Regions from separate parts of the Rattus norvegicus genome. Here region 2 is linked to region 1. Evidence: chromatin contacts called from public Hi-C data. All regions are on one chromosome and are shown on one strand. Each heading gives the region's core, a stretch centred on a gene start, on an enhancer-like site or on the middle of the called end of the contact. The rest is flanking DNA. Distances are from core to core; before and after follow the strand shown.

Region 1 (6,669 bases), core at 1,758-4,257:
GGAGGAATTTGCTCAGTATCTAAGTCCCCTGCTCCCCATTCCTGCTTGAAATCCCAAGTACCTGCTCTTGGATCTCTATGGCACTCCCAGAGCTTGGGACTGGCCCAGAGCCATGTGATATTGATTTGTTTTCACCATGGCAACAGCAAATTAAAACAACGAGCAGAGGAGAAGGCAGGCTGTTGAGCAGTAAGCTGCATGACCAGTATATTCCACAAGCATCCTTTCCTGCCTTCCGCCGGGCCTTCCCTCTCCTTCCCTCCACTTCCACAGATTTCACACAAGAGGCAAAGGAAGAGCGGCACTGAGAACTTTGGGCCACCACAGCTCTACTAAGCCCACTGCTGGCAGAGACCAGCTTACCCAGCAGCTTCTGGAACATTAGGTGAGATGGATGGAGGAAACGCAGGCTAACAACCATGCCTTCTTGACTTCCTTGGAAATTCCATTTAGTTGGCTTGGGCATCTTTAGAAAACTTGTAAGAAACTGACAGAGACTGGAAGGTTTTATATTTTGTAGCCTTCAATCTAAACACCCCAAGACATTATCCACAATGTTTCCACACAGAGGCCCCTTCCTTTGTACTTCACCCGGCATTGTCCCAGGAGACAAACAACTTTTGTTACTGTTGTTTGTACAAAACAGGTCCCTAGAATTCTAGGAGAGAACGTGTAAGAAGTATTACTTGTTCCAAGAAGATAAAGAAACTGAGGTAGGCACTTGCCCAAGGCCACACTAAGTGGTGCGGGAGGCCAGCTGGTAGGTAGTAGGGACTCCTGAACCGCAGTGTGCTCTAACCCAAATTCTTTCTTTAGAAGGAACCTCAATAAACACTAACCTTTCTCCCGATCGTACAATCAAGGGTGTTACAAAAGTGCCACCTGTGACACAGGGTTAACAGCAGGCAGTGTTGTATTTTATTTCCTTTGAGCCATCTGCCTTAGGACGAGGTGCTGTATCTATGAAAGCAGCTGTCACCCACCATCCAATCAACCTTGAACTTGGTAGCATATCCCGGGCCTTAGATAATGGTTCCAGGGGAGCTGGGATTGGGTCCCCCTGGGGTGGACCCCCCAGCTGCGCCCCCCTGGCATTGGCCCCCCTGGGATAGGCCACACAGGTAGCCTTGCCAAGCCACGCAGCTAAGAGAGGCCAGAAAGAAAGTGAAATTCAGCTCAGAGGCCAAGGCTTTGCACTGGCCAAGCCAGAGAAGCTGGCAGAAAACCTGGGCAGGCAGGCAGGTAGGAGAAGTTGCCCTATTTGGCCTGTGAAGGGGGATGGATAGGCTGTGAGTTTAAATGGGAAGGCATAACTCAAGTCCTGCCAACTGGGAGTTCGAATGTTCCTGGCCTGGACATAGAGAAATATTCCTCTCCACAAGCTGAATAAAAGAACACACAGCAGAAATAGTTGGGGGATGACGTCAGGAGTTCTGGGCTAGTGTCCTGCACTTCTCCTTGAAAGTAAAAACCGTGGGTCTAGAAGAATCTACGTGGCATTGCCCTTATTTAAATGAACAGTGCTGCTGTCCCTCAGAAGGGAGCAAAAGAGAGGAAGAAACTTCCTCTTACATAGATGGTAAAAATGTCTCTTGTTTAATTTTTGTTCCTCGTTGCTGCCTAAATACACATATGCCCTAACAGACATTTTCCTACTTAATCTTTGTCTTTTAAAGAGACAGTAAGGCCTTTTGAAGACCGTTGGAACATTCACTGGAACATTCACGGAGGTGGCAGTTAGGCAAGTTTTTTTTTTTTTCCCTTCGCTTCAGTGCTTGCTAACTATTCTAAAAATGTTACACATTTATTGTAAACACATGCTTCCAAGGCCTAACAAAAAAGCTCGGTTTCCTCAGGCCTGGCAGAAATTTAAAACGGAAAAGGGCAGAAAGAATCTTTAACACTGAGAGAGCCTTTCCTTCTCCTGGGCCAAGTGTGTTAAAAATAAATCTGCTTCAACCTTTCTAGCCGCTGCTTCTCGGCAAGAAAGTTGATCTGGCTGGGCATAGTGAGAGCCCAGCTTTAAAAGCTAGCCTGCTCTCATTAAATTATTCTGCTGGCTGTGTGTTCTCATTAAAAATGCATACAGATCAGATAATTGCAGTAAGCATTATTAACCCAGCTTTACTTTTGAACATAATGGTCCCACTTTTAAGCTGGAAACAAAGACGGAGGCTGCCAGGAAAAGCAATGTAAACACTGAACTACAGTGCCTAAGACCAGCCAGGAAGCTACCTCACATTCTGCCTCGGTGCTTAAAATGTGCTTTTGAAACTCAATTAAAGCCATTGCCCTGTAGCACCAGGGTGGCCCCCAGTTTCCAAGAAACAGACATATTTTGGTCCCAGGCGTTCAACCGATGATTGTTCACCATGATTTTCTTTTTTTTTTTTTTTTAAATTCTCAATTTCAAGTGTGTTTCCAAAGAACAGGAAACATGTAAACTTTATTCTGTAGCCCACTCTGGCCGTAAAAACCTCGATTATCTTAAGAAAATACTGACCTGGATCTTTCAGAGGATTAAAAAACAATAATAGCAAATGGATCTGCCCCTTAAATAAATAAATAGAAACCTCGGTTTTTATGCCTCACCCTAAACGGGCGGCGTAGATTCCAGCTTTGCCATTTCTTGTTCTCAAATCCGAATGTTACGTAAAACTCCAGGGTTTCCTGCGAGTATTCCGCTCGAATTAGTGGAATCGGTCTCCCTGGCTTCCCTAAGCACACACATGGAATGCAGCATACTGCAGCAAACTCTTTAAACATTAAAAAAAAAAAAAAATGGGGAAGGGGGGTTGTTTCTCCTACCTTGTTTAGCTCTGCTCGTCCTCCCCTTGTACAGTAACCCCAAGAACATCTGGCAGGACCGAGTGGCCGCGGCTTCTCCACCGCATCATGAGGAAGGGGGGTCCATGCAAATAGTTCTCCGTCCCTGTTTATTGTACTCTGCGAGCCGCCGGCCGTGGCTGGAAAATTTTACCTTCAGATGATGAAGCAAAGACAGTCTAAACTCTGTTGCTGTGAGCTGCAGCCCTTCCTTCCCACAGGCCCCGCCCATACGCAGCCGGCCAATCCCCAGCCAGCTCGTCAGCCCTCCTCGTCTGAAACTGGTCCTCATAGGATGACTGACACAGCAACACGGCGCTGGCAGGCTCTGAAAACAGTGCGTCCATACTGATGGAAGAGGGATCTCCCTCTCCGAGGAAAGCAGTCATAGCTCCGAGACAAAGTGGCACATAATTGGCAGAGCACAGAGAGGGGTAGGGTAGCTCAGACAAATACGCTTCGAGACACCCAGCCCGGAGCCGGGAGTTGCATCATAAACACTCCGGGAATCACGAAACTCCTAAGATGGCCAAGGAATCCAATTGGATCCCAAACTGAAAGTCTTATGGCGTTTGAGAAAGCGTATGGATAGAGATGTTCTTATTCATATGTGAGACAATAATTCAGTGTTTGTCATGGAAAGTGATACCTTACGAAACATTTGCATGCAACCACCGTGACTGAGGGAGGCTATAAGCAAGTTGGAGTACACACTGAAGACCATGCTTGAAGCCTCAGCACACAGCTTTTCTGGAGAGCTGTCACTGCAGTGGCCACTTACTGGAACCCATATATTTTCCATCTAAGTTTCCAGAGCACTAGAGACTTCAGTGAGGGGATGCTGAACGACGGAATTGATATCTCTACATTAAGCTTTGAGGCTCTTGGCTGGCACCCACTGGGGGATTAACTGTGTTTTAACCTTCTTAGATGCCATTTGATAAATACTCATACGTTGGCTATCCTGTCCTTAGTGCCGCAATGACTGTGGGAGGGCGTTTACTGCTGAATACACTTGGCACTGACCTAAGGGACATCCTCCATTTTCAGTCTGCAAAGGTTGACCCACAGATGCCAGAGATTCCCCCAAGATAAAGCAAGGGGGAAAAAAAGAAAGAACTGAAACGATTATTTTTTTTCCTCCCCAGTCAACAGCGTTTCTGCATGCTTTGAAAACAAAAAAACAAAAACATACGGCATTTAGAAAACACAATAAGCACACATTTTCCTTCCACAAAACACAACGTTTTGGATCTTAAAAATTAAGTATGATGGTCCCGTGACCAACTCCAGGCAAAAACAAAGACCCTATTCATCTGAAAGAGTGAGCCTAACTCTCTAATTTTTTTTTTTATGAGCAACTGTTTAATGAATGCATCTGGAAGGGAGCATCAGGGCAGGATGTAATGATTTAAGTGTTTTTAAGTTTCATGTTTTCGTTCGTAAAACACAGCATTTCTTGTGACTTGTGGACCGATTCTTCAATAGAATACCTTGTTTTATTCCTCTTGATTTTAATCCTTAATTCTTTTTTTTTTTTTTTTTTTTTTTGGTTCTTTTTTTCGGAGCTGGGGACCGAACCCAGGGCCTTGCGCTTCCTAGGTAAGCGCTCTACCACTGAGCTAAATCCCCAGCCCCTTAATCCTTAATTCTTATTTTTGTTTCTAGTCAGTATTATCATTGGTAGGCTTTGGTTGAGTCTGTCGTTGTTGTTGTTGTTTCCCCTGAAAAGTCGAATTAGCTACATTCAAACAGGTGGAAATCCCTTTAAAGTATCATTACCTCTTTGCACACATACTTGAGTGATCTCAAACTCACGATTATCTTCTTCTCCACCCCCTCCTGCTTTTGACATGAAATCCCCACTTTTACAATCTCATCACTTAAACTTTAGCCCCCTGTCAAGCCCCATTCTCACCCAAAGACATTAAGCCTCCTAGATTTTTCCTCTGAGCTAGGCCGGAGCCCTGACCTATTCCCTGTATGATACAAAAGTTAATTGATAGCCTCTGGGATCCAGGGCTGTTCGACTCCAGTCTTCCCTGTTGCCAGACAGGTTTTTCTGAAGTCATGTAAAGTCATGTTCCTTTTACACTCAAGCCTGTCCCTCCATAAAATCCAAATTACAGACTTTCGAGGTCCTGCAAAATGTGGCCTCCACCTTGGTCGTCCACTTTATGTCTGCTGTCCCTGCTCTCCACCCCACGTTTACATCCTCCTGACGCACTGTGTAGACCTCAGATCACCTGCCACTTCTTCAGTTCTGCCAATCAGCTTCTCTGATGTTCAAAAGGCTTCTGTACTGGTCGCTGTACCAGACTATTTTAAGCCCCTAACAATGCAGCCTTGTGTAGCTAGCTTGTCTGAGCTGATCTTGCCATTTCAGAAGGCTAGGTCCGTGTCCTACGTTAATTAAGAGAATGTGCATGAAGCATTTCTCCAAAGGCTGGTGCGACAGAGGTGCACTAGGGGATGTCTGTCATTAGAGTAATTTCCGTGTTGGACAGGAGGCCACAGGCAAACATGCTGGTTATTTTGTATCACAAGAAATGACATCATACTCACTTGTAAAAGCCAAAAAACCTGACACTTTTCTTCACTTCCCTCCCCAACCAGAACTTGAAATCCACTGCCAAAGTCTGTTGAGTTTAACACCTGGATATTTAGAACATTTTACTTTGTTTCCTCTCTGCGGATGGCCCTCTGTTCACAGGCTTTCTCTACCTTAACTCTTGAAATAGTAGCTGCTCCCTGAATGTTGTATCTTGTCTTTTTTTCCCCTTTTTTCTTTTCTTTTCACTGCTTTCATCTTGTCTCCTCTTTTCCTCCCGCTCCTCTGTTTCTTCTTCCTCCTCTTCCTCTCTTTCTCCCTCCCATACCCACTCTCTTTCTGAACCTATGATGTCCTACACAGGTAGAGCCTTGTATGTAGTGAGGGAATTCACCACCATGATATATGTAGCCTAATCTTTTGTTGCCTTTTTAAACACTTTGACAAGTCATACTAAGTTTCCAAGCGGTGGGCACCACACTCTGTGGCCCAATCAGGCCTTCAGTCTGGGCTTCTCCACTCTGAACTTCCAAGGTTGCTGGGATTCCAGGCCTGTGCTCTCAGCCCTGGCTGTGAATATGTTCTTGACACCCTTCAGGCCTCTCAGAATACTTCTTACAGAGTAATACTGTTTTAAAAGAAATCTTATTATATATACATATATATATGTATATGTATATGTATATGTATATGTATATGTATATGTATATGTATATGTATATATATATATATATTTTTTTATTGGGGACTGAAGTGTTCACATTCCCTACCCAAATTTTAGATGCTAAAGAGCTAACCTTGAAGGGATGATGTTTAAAAATGGCACCTGGGTAATTAGGTTCAGATGACATCACAGGGAAGGGATCTTCCTGAATACATTTCTGGTTTTATAAGAAGATACCAAAGAAAGGGCTTTTTCTTTTCTTCTAACTTGGGAGGACACAGTGAGAAGATGTCCCTCTTCAAGCCAGGAAGAGAGTCCTCACCAGATGCAGACCATGCTTGGATCCTCCCCTCAGAGCTCCAGCATTCAGTTATGAGAAAATAGACTTCTATTCTATAATCATGTCATTTTATGGGACTTTGCTACTGCAGCAGTCCCAAATTCAGATACCCAGAGCCTACATGAAAGCCAGGCATGACACTGTGCATCTACAAACCTAGACTAGGTGGCAAGAAAGGACAAGAGAATCTTTGGAAACTACTGGGTCAGCTAGCTAGCTAGGTCTGTGTATATAGCAGAAAACAGCAAGAAACACTGTCTCCAATAATGGGAGAAGACTGATGCTCCA
Region 2 (6,662 bases), core at 2,223-4,722, 210 kb before region 1:
CACTGGGCTTTGAGGTTTCCAAAGCCCATGCCAGGTCCTGGCTGCCTCTCTCCCTGTGGATGAGGTTGTAGGTCTCAACTATTTCTCTGATGCTACGCCTGTCACCATGCTCCCCACTGTGATGATAATGGATAAGTGTTCGAATCAGCAAGCAAGTCCCCAACTAAATCCTTTCTTTTAAATGCCTCTATCATGGTGTCTCTTCACAACAATACACCAGTGACTAAGACAATGGCTCAGTGGGCTCAGTGCCTGTCACGTGAGTCTCCTACCAGAACCCACACAAGGGATGGTCAAGTTGCCCTCTGACCTTCACATGTGTATCACAGTACACGTATCATGGCCTCCAAACACATAGATACAATAATGAAAAATGTTTTTAAAAAATGAGGTTCAGAGCAAATGAATAAGACACATGTCAACCTTTGGCCTCGACATGAATGGACACACATGTATGCATGTATGTACACATACCTAACTCAAAAGAAGACAAGGGCCCATTTTAATTAATTTTTTAAATGAAACATTCTAGAATGTATTAATCCAGTGAGAAGCCCCATCTCTGTTGCCACATGTGTCACGTGTTCATTTCCATGCCTTTTCCCCCATAAGATCTCCCACATGGGAAGCTATTTGACAAAACCAACAAAACCAAACCTAGGACTAATTTATATTGCTCTTCCACCTCACTGTAACAGGCAAGAAATTTCAAACTGTGATTACAAGTATGAGTTATTTCCTCTAAAACTGTAATCATATGTCACAGGTAAAACCAACAGAGGTCAGGGCGACACACCCAAAGAGTGATAGAAAGGACTTCCGCTGTTTCTGTACAGCAATGACTGCATGTGCACCCCTGTACGCGTGGCAACATGTCATCCTCATGACACTGGGAGGGGAAGCTTTCACAGAAAAGGAAACCCAGGCCTATAGAATAAGCAAGCATCTCCTTAAACCACATACATCTAAAAGCTACAGAGTCTGCGATGGTACCCATGGCAACAAAGCACTTAGATAATGTTTAGTCATAATGGACTTCGAAGATACAGCACAGCAAAGTATCTGAATATGTTTAATACTGAGTAGCTTATTAAAATGGTAATATTTTATAGTTAGTTGGTTGAAGAAATGTATCATTAGCTGAAAGGCAGACCCGTGTAGAAGAGGCTATGTGGATTCAGAAATCTTAAAAGTTCTCTTTATCAGTTCTCTATATCAGGTCATGGGTGAGGTATCAAGCCACAGCATTTCAGTTATACCAACCGCACCCTGGCACTTTAAATGCCCACCCCCACACTCTTATATGTCACATGTAAAGCAGACAGCTGGCACACCATGAGCAGAAGACAGAAGTTCTGGGTACTTCCTAAAGCAACTGGCTAGTTAGGGAACTGGTCCTCCCAAGAGTAGAAAATGCACTAACGTGAGAGCTGTGCTTTACACCTGAGAGGAGTCAAGTGCCCCCCTCTTCAGGTCTGAGTATGCCGTATACACTGTACTATAGTGTCCAAGCTGGACTGGGCCCTTTAATGCCAGCACTCCATTGGCAGCAGCAGGAGAATCTCCGTGGATTCCAGGTCTGCCTGCTCTGCGTGGTGAGTTCCAGGACAGTCAGGTCAACATAGAGAATCTGTCTAAAAAAAAAGAAGCAGGGCCCAAGAGGCTCTTATGACACAACATTTACCCCACAGAAAAATGCTGCTCAACTCCACTCAGCCCATCGCCCTTCTTATATCAAGAGCTGCAACTAGTGAGTCTGGGTGAGTGGAATCTTAGTCTGTTGTCCCGGGTTGAAATATCAACAAACTGCTCTAGTAAACAAAGTAGCCATTATTATAACCGAGAGAGGAGCTACACAAATTCACCAGAAGCTGCAACATGGTGTGGCCCACCCCGTTGGGGACCTCAGCATGCTGGTTCCTGCACAGATGCGCTGACACGAACTGGGGTGTGAAGGAGGGGCAGCTGGAGCAGTTAACATGAACACTCGAGTATCTGGGAGAAGGAACTGAGGAGAGGACATTCTTTTGGTCTCTGTACAGGGTTAAAGACCCACCACTTGCAAGGAAATTTTGAGTATTCCCTGAATACAAATAACTTGTTCTGAGCTCTGAAGTGTGTAAACCCCAAATGACTGATAAATGTGATTATTGTTTCTATTTAAACCTTCAATGGTGACTTCAAATGTAGCTACAGGTAGAATAATTTTGGAAGACCCTCAGCAGTACTAGTTTATAAGGACCAGAAAAGAACGTTATCAGTAAAGAAGAACTAGAAAATCTTGCCAAAACTCTGTAATAACATGTTAGACTTTGATATTTAAAAGGTTGAGGGTAAAAATACATGGCATCAACTTAAGAGAAAACAAACACTGAAAGCATTCAGGTTACTGCCACATGCAAAATGCATTCTTTGAACAGTTTACATCAAGAAAAAGCGTGTTTGTCCCCCCCCCCCCCCCGCACTAACTTTAAATTAGCTGATACACAAGCCACAGCTCATACTAAACTTCTGTTTGGTTTCCAAGAATAGCCTCCTTCCTTTTTTTTTTTTTTTTTTTTTTTTTTTGAGGGGGCGGGGTGGGAAGGCTAGCTTTTAAGAGAGGAAGAGAAATGCACTCTTTCAACGTAAATGTCACAAGCGTGTTTCTATATGCCAAACCTCGTGAATGTTATGTGGTCTTCGAATTATTTGCCAATGTGCCTTTAAAGTTTTGCACTAATTCATTTCTGCCAACCTCCTGACAACATTTAATCTTTTCCGCGACAAGAAAGGGCCCCTTAACTAGTATTGACACTGTCACAAGATATGTACGTGCGAATTCTGGCTGTCAAACCTCTGAAGGGTGGATTTAAGCGCGCGCTCACTCTGCACAGACGTGCCTCCACTTAGACAGCTCCCCTTTCCCTAGCGCCCACCTACTCATCCCTTCTCTTCTTGCAAGTTTGAAACTTTGTTTTCTCTGGGGTCCAGAAGGAGCGCTACCAATGTCCTAGAAACAAAGGGCTGAGCTGGGGGTTAACGGGCTGCCCAATTTTACTTGTGAAACAAAGCCCGCAAGTCTGAGCCCCGGAAGGAGGTGGTGTAGCCCGGGCGAGCCAGGGACCGGGATCGCCGCAGCCACCGAGCCCCCGTGCGCCCCGCTCTGCTCACCGCTTCACGCGGATGATCTGGTCCCGCATGGGCTTGATATCCTGGAAGCTCTGCTGGTTGACCAGGCTGTAGACCAGGATGAAGCCCTGGCCGTTCTTGATGTACAGGTCCCGCATGGACGCGAACTGCTCGGTGCCCGCCGTGTCCAGGATCTCCAACACCGAAGGCGACGAGTCCACCTCGATCTCCTTGCGGTAGAAGTCCTCGATGGTGGGGTCGTATTTCTCAATGAAGGTGCCGGTCACGAACTGCACGGTCAGGGCGGATTTGCCTACCCCGCCCGAGCCCAGCACCACCACTTTGTACTCGCGCATCGTCCCTGCGCGGCCGCCGCCGCCGCCGCCGCCCGCGACATAGACCTGCGCCCGCGCGCCGCGCCCCGACCCCGCGGCCCCGCCGCCCTTACGGACACGCCGGCTCACGGCCGCGGCAGCGCCCTGGGCGCCGGCAGCGGAGCTACAACTGAGGGAGCAGCGCGCGGCCCTGTGAGCGGGCCAAGCCGGAGGACGATGCAGCCTGGAGGGCGCCGGCAGCAACGGAGCTCGAGCCCGAGCCGGAGCCGCCCGAACCGCGGCCCCGCAATGCCGCCCGCCCCGCCCCTCGCGCCTCCACGCCCAGCACCCGCCGCCGCCGCTGCTGCCGCCGCCGCTTCCCTAGCGCTGGAGCGCGCGCCCGAGCCCAGCCGCAGCGCTGCCAGGGGCGGAGCCAGCCTGGTGGGCGGAGCATAGAGGAAGGCCCTCCTCTCGCGCCGTCGCCTAGCGACCGTCGGCGCGCTCTAGCGAGACTCGGCTTCCGCAGACGTCTGGCAACACCCAGCCCTACAGGCCTCCGTACTGCGTCTGCGCGCTCTCCTCCTCCCGATGGCGGGCGACGTCAGACTCCCACGCTCAGGGTTTGCTGGAGGTGACAGTAGAGGAATGGTGGGCACAGGGAGACATGCGCACCGTGCTTGGGGGCCTCACGACGGGCCAGCCTGTGGCCGACATCACTCAGCTTGTCAGCCTTCAGAGAGCTTTGGCTTTAACTCGTTATACGTAACAACGTGAGCCTTAAGGGCCGCTGCCATAAGTTACACAAGCAAATCGAAGCTCCGCTAGTCGGCGGCGCCCAGCCTACACGCAACCTGGTCCGCGCCCGATGACGTCACCGGCACGCCCTCTAGCCCCACCCTCCTCGAGTTTGACGTAAGCCGAGCTCCTCCCCTGCACTGGTAGACAGCCACGGGCGCCTGGAAAACCTGGAGCTCGGATCCGCCAGCCACCGTCAAGAGACCCCCCCCCACACCCCTCCAGAGCAGCTCAGCAACAGCCTGCGGGGATGTCGATGCGGAAGCTCGGATTCACTGTAGCCAATCAGGTTGCGGGTCTGGACTCCAGACTACCACTCTTGACCAATGAGAAGACGTCTCATCTTGCTAGCCGATTGGTGTAAGACCCAGTGATAGACTGAGCCAACTCCCCTCCGGGGCTGGCGGGGCTGCGTTTGCGCTTGCGCACGCTCTGATAACCAATCGTAAGCCAGCTGAGGAGAGACGGCGGGCTGAGGGGAGCCAATCAAATCCCTCCCGGTGCTCTGCCACTCAGGTCTGAGGTATAGAGACAGTGCAGGGCTGCCAGGGAACTGGGAGGGGCGGGGCTGGAGCGCCCGACTCCCGGGTGTTCTGGCACAGGAGCGGGTTGCGTTGGCTGGGGAAAGGGATGATTTCTGTTCTAACGTCGCCTCCGTGGCATTCTGCCTGGAGATGGGCATGGAAGTGGTGGCAAAGGATGCGGGCTGGATCGTGGGCTGAATCGGGAAAACAGGGACTTTTGTCTTCAGGGTGAGACATTTTCCGGGCCCTCTGGAGACATCCATCTGGCAGCAGTTGCAGCGGTCCTCCGTTCGAGCCTCCTAAAATGTGTATTTTCTACCCTGTGGTAAACCAGCTTATCTTTGCCCTCCCCCGATCTTCGTCATACACTCCCAGCCATAATCGCAAATTTATGAAAAATTACACCCTCCAGCCTGCAATAACTGGTCATCGCATTTATCTTCATTAAACCATGTTCTTGAAATGACAACTCTGGTCATTACTGCCTCATACTTTTCAGAAGGCTGTATTCTTTTTCAATTCTGTCAGAGTTCGGTGTGCCCCTCCACCATTCTGATTTCCCACAAGGTCATTGTAGAGTGGATTTCAGTCTGGGCTCCTCTAACAGCGGGACATTCTTTTATATCTTTTCTGTCACTTGTCAAAGTACAAAAATGTATTCTGATATAGGAGTTCCCGACTGCCTATTGTTTCTGAACGTTTAAGCATTCCATATGCTTGAATTACCTAGCCACAACATGACTGCAAATTTTTATTTCAAACAATGTAGAGCGCAAGTGCCTTGTCAAATTGAAAATGTCAGCTGCCGTCTCTCCTTCCTTCAGATTCATGGACGTTTGGTTCCAGGCCACCTCCAGAACCAAAAGCCTGCAAATCAAATCCCGTATATGAAATGGCATATTCGTACTTAACCTACACACTCTCTTGTATATTCCGGTTCTCTCTAGATTCCTTGTCTGTCTGATATACTGTAAATGTTAGGCTAATAGTTATGATACAGTCTTTGGGGGGAATGAATCATAACAAACCTACTGTTCCGTACAGTTCTCCATCCCCCCCCCCACCCAGTATTTTTGAGTTGCTGCTGTTTGGATGCATGGATATGAAGTCTGCCGATATAGCTCAGGTCCGTCATTCTCAATTGTGTACTATGAAGTTTTGAGAAGTTGAAACTTAGAGAATAGGCAGTGAAGAAACTGTAGGAGGGAAGCATCAGGAACGTTTCATGGGAGTCAAAACTGAAGGGGATCTGCTCTCTCATTCTAATTTAATCATGTAAGAACATGAACTAAAGTCGAGGGAGCCTCGTTTCATGTCTGAATGACTCTGACAGCAATGTTTCAAGAAGCTGATACAGGAGGTCAGTAGCTGGATTTTGGAAGTCTAGTTTTCTGTGAGACTAGTAGGCTGGGTTGTGATTACTTCAGCTCCATAGCAGCTAGTTTTGTGAGGAAAAGCAGAATGCTTCCAGTACAACCAAACCATGTGTATGGGTGATAACATTTTCAGGTGTCAAGGGAATTAAGTAGAGCCTAGAAGCATCACATGTTCTTTGTGGATATGACAACCAGTATTGGTAGCCTTTCTCACCGCTGTGACTAAGTACTTAACAAAAGCAACTTAAAGGAGGAAAAGTTTATCTCCCCCAGTGCCTCACAAGACAGAGTCCATCGTCACGGTTGGAATAGTTAAGCAGTGGGTGGCTAGCTTCCTGTGGCCAGAGTGGGATGCTGTTCACTCACATCTCAGATGCTCTGGAAGAAGGGAGTTCTGAATCTCAGTCCTCCCCTTTCCCTTATCAATCCAGTACCCTAGCTGGTGGGGTGGGTAGAAATGCATTCAAGGTTGTTCTTCCCTGCCCTCAACCAGTCCTCTGGACAATTCCTCACAGACATGCCCCAGAGTGCCTCACTGTGCC

What was found. Hi-C and Micro-C count contacts between places; a contact is called where the count stands out from the background.
Region 2: a Hi-C map of liver shows a contact between it and region 1, with 3 times the contacts expected there. The contact joins the promoter of Rap2a here to the promoter of Mbnl2 in region 1. A contact is called at or near these places in 4 of 12 Hi-C or Micro-C datasets (Schwann cells, frontal cortex, liver and 1 more) and 1 of 1 datasets of contacts at active chromatin or transcription factors (oligodendrocytes).

The regions. Positions count from the first base shown.
Region 1 is chr15:103,788,526-103,795,194 of GRCr8, reverse strand. Mbnl2 (muscleblind-like splicing regulator 2) reads right to left here and starts at 3,007. Exons shown (of 9, transcript NM_001111064.2): 1 at 2,809-3,007.
Region 2 is chr15:104,000,554-104,007,215 of GRCr8, reverse strand. Rap2a (RAP2A, member of RAS oncogene family) reads right to left here and starts at 3,472. Exons shown (of 1, transcript NM_053741.1): 1 at 2,982-3,472. The coding sequence starts at 3,467. The coding sequence ends at 3,150. It overlaps LOC120097088 (a long non-coding RNA gene), which reads right to left. Exons shown (of 3, transcript XR_005494308.2): 3 at 4,776-5,611.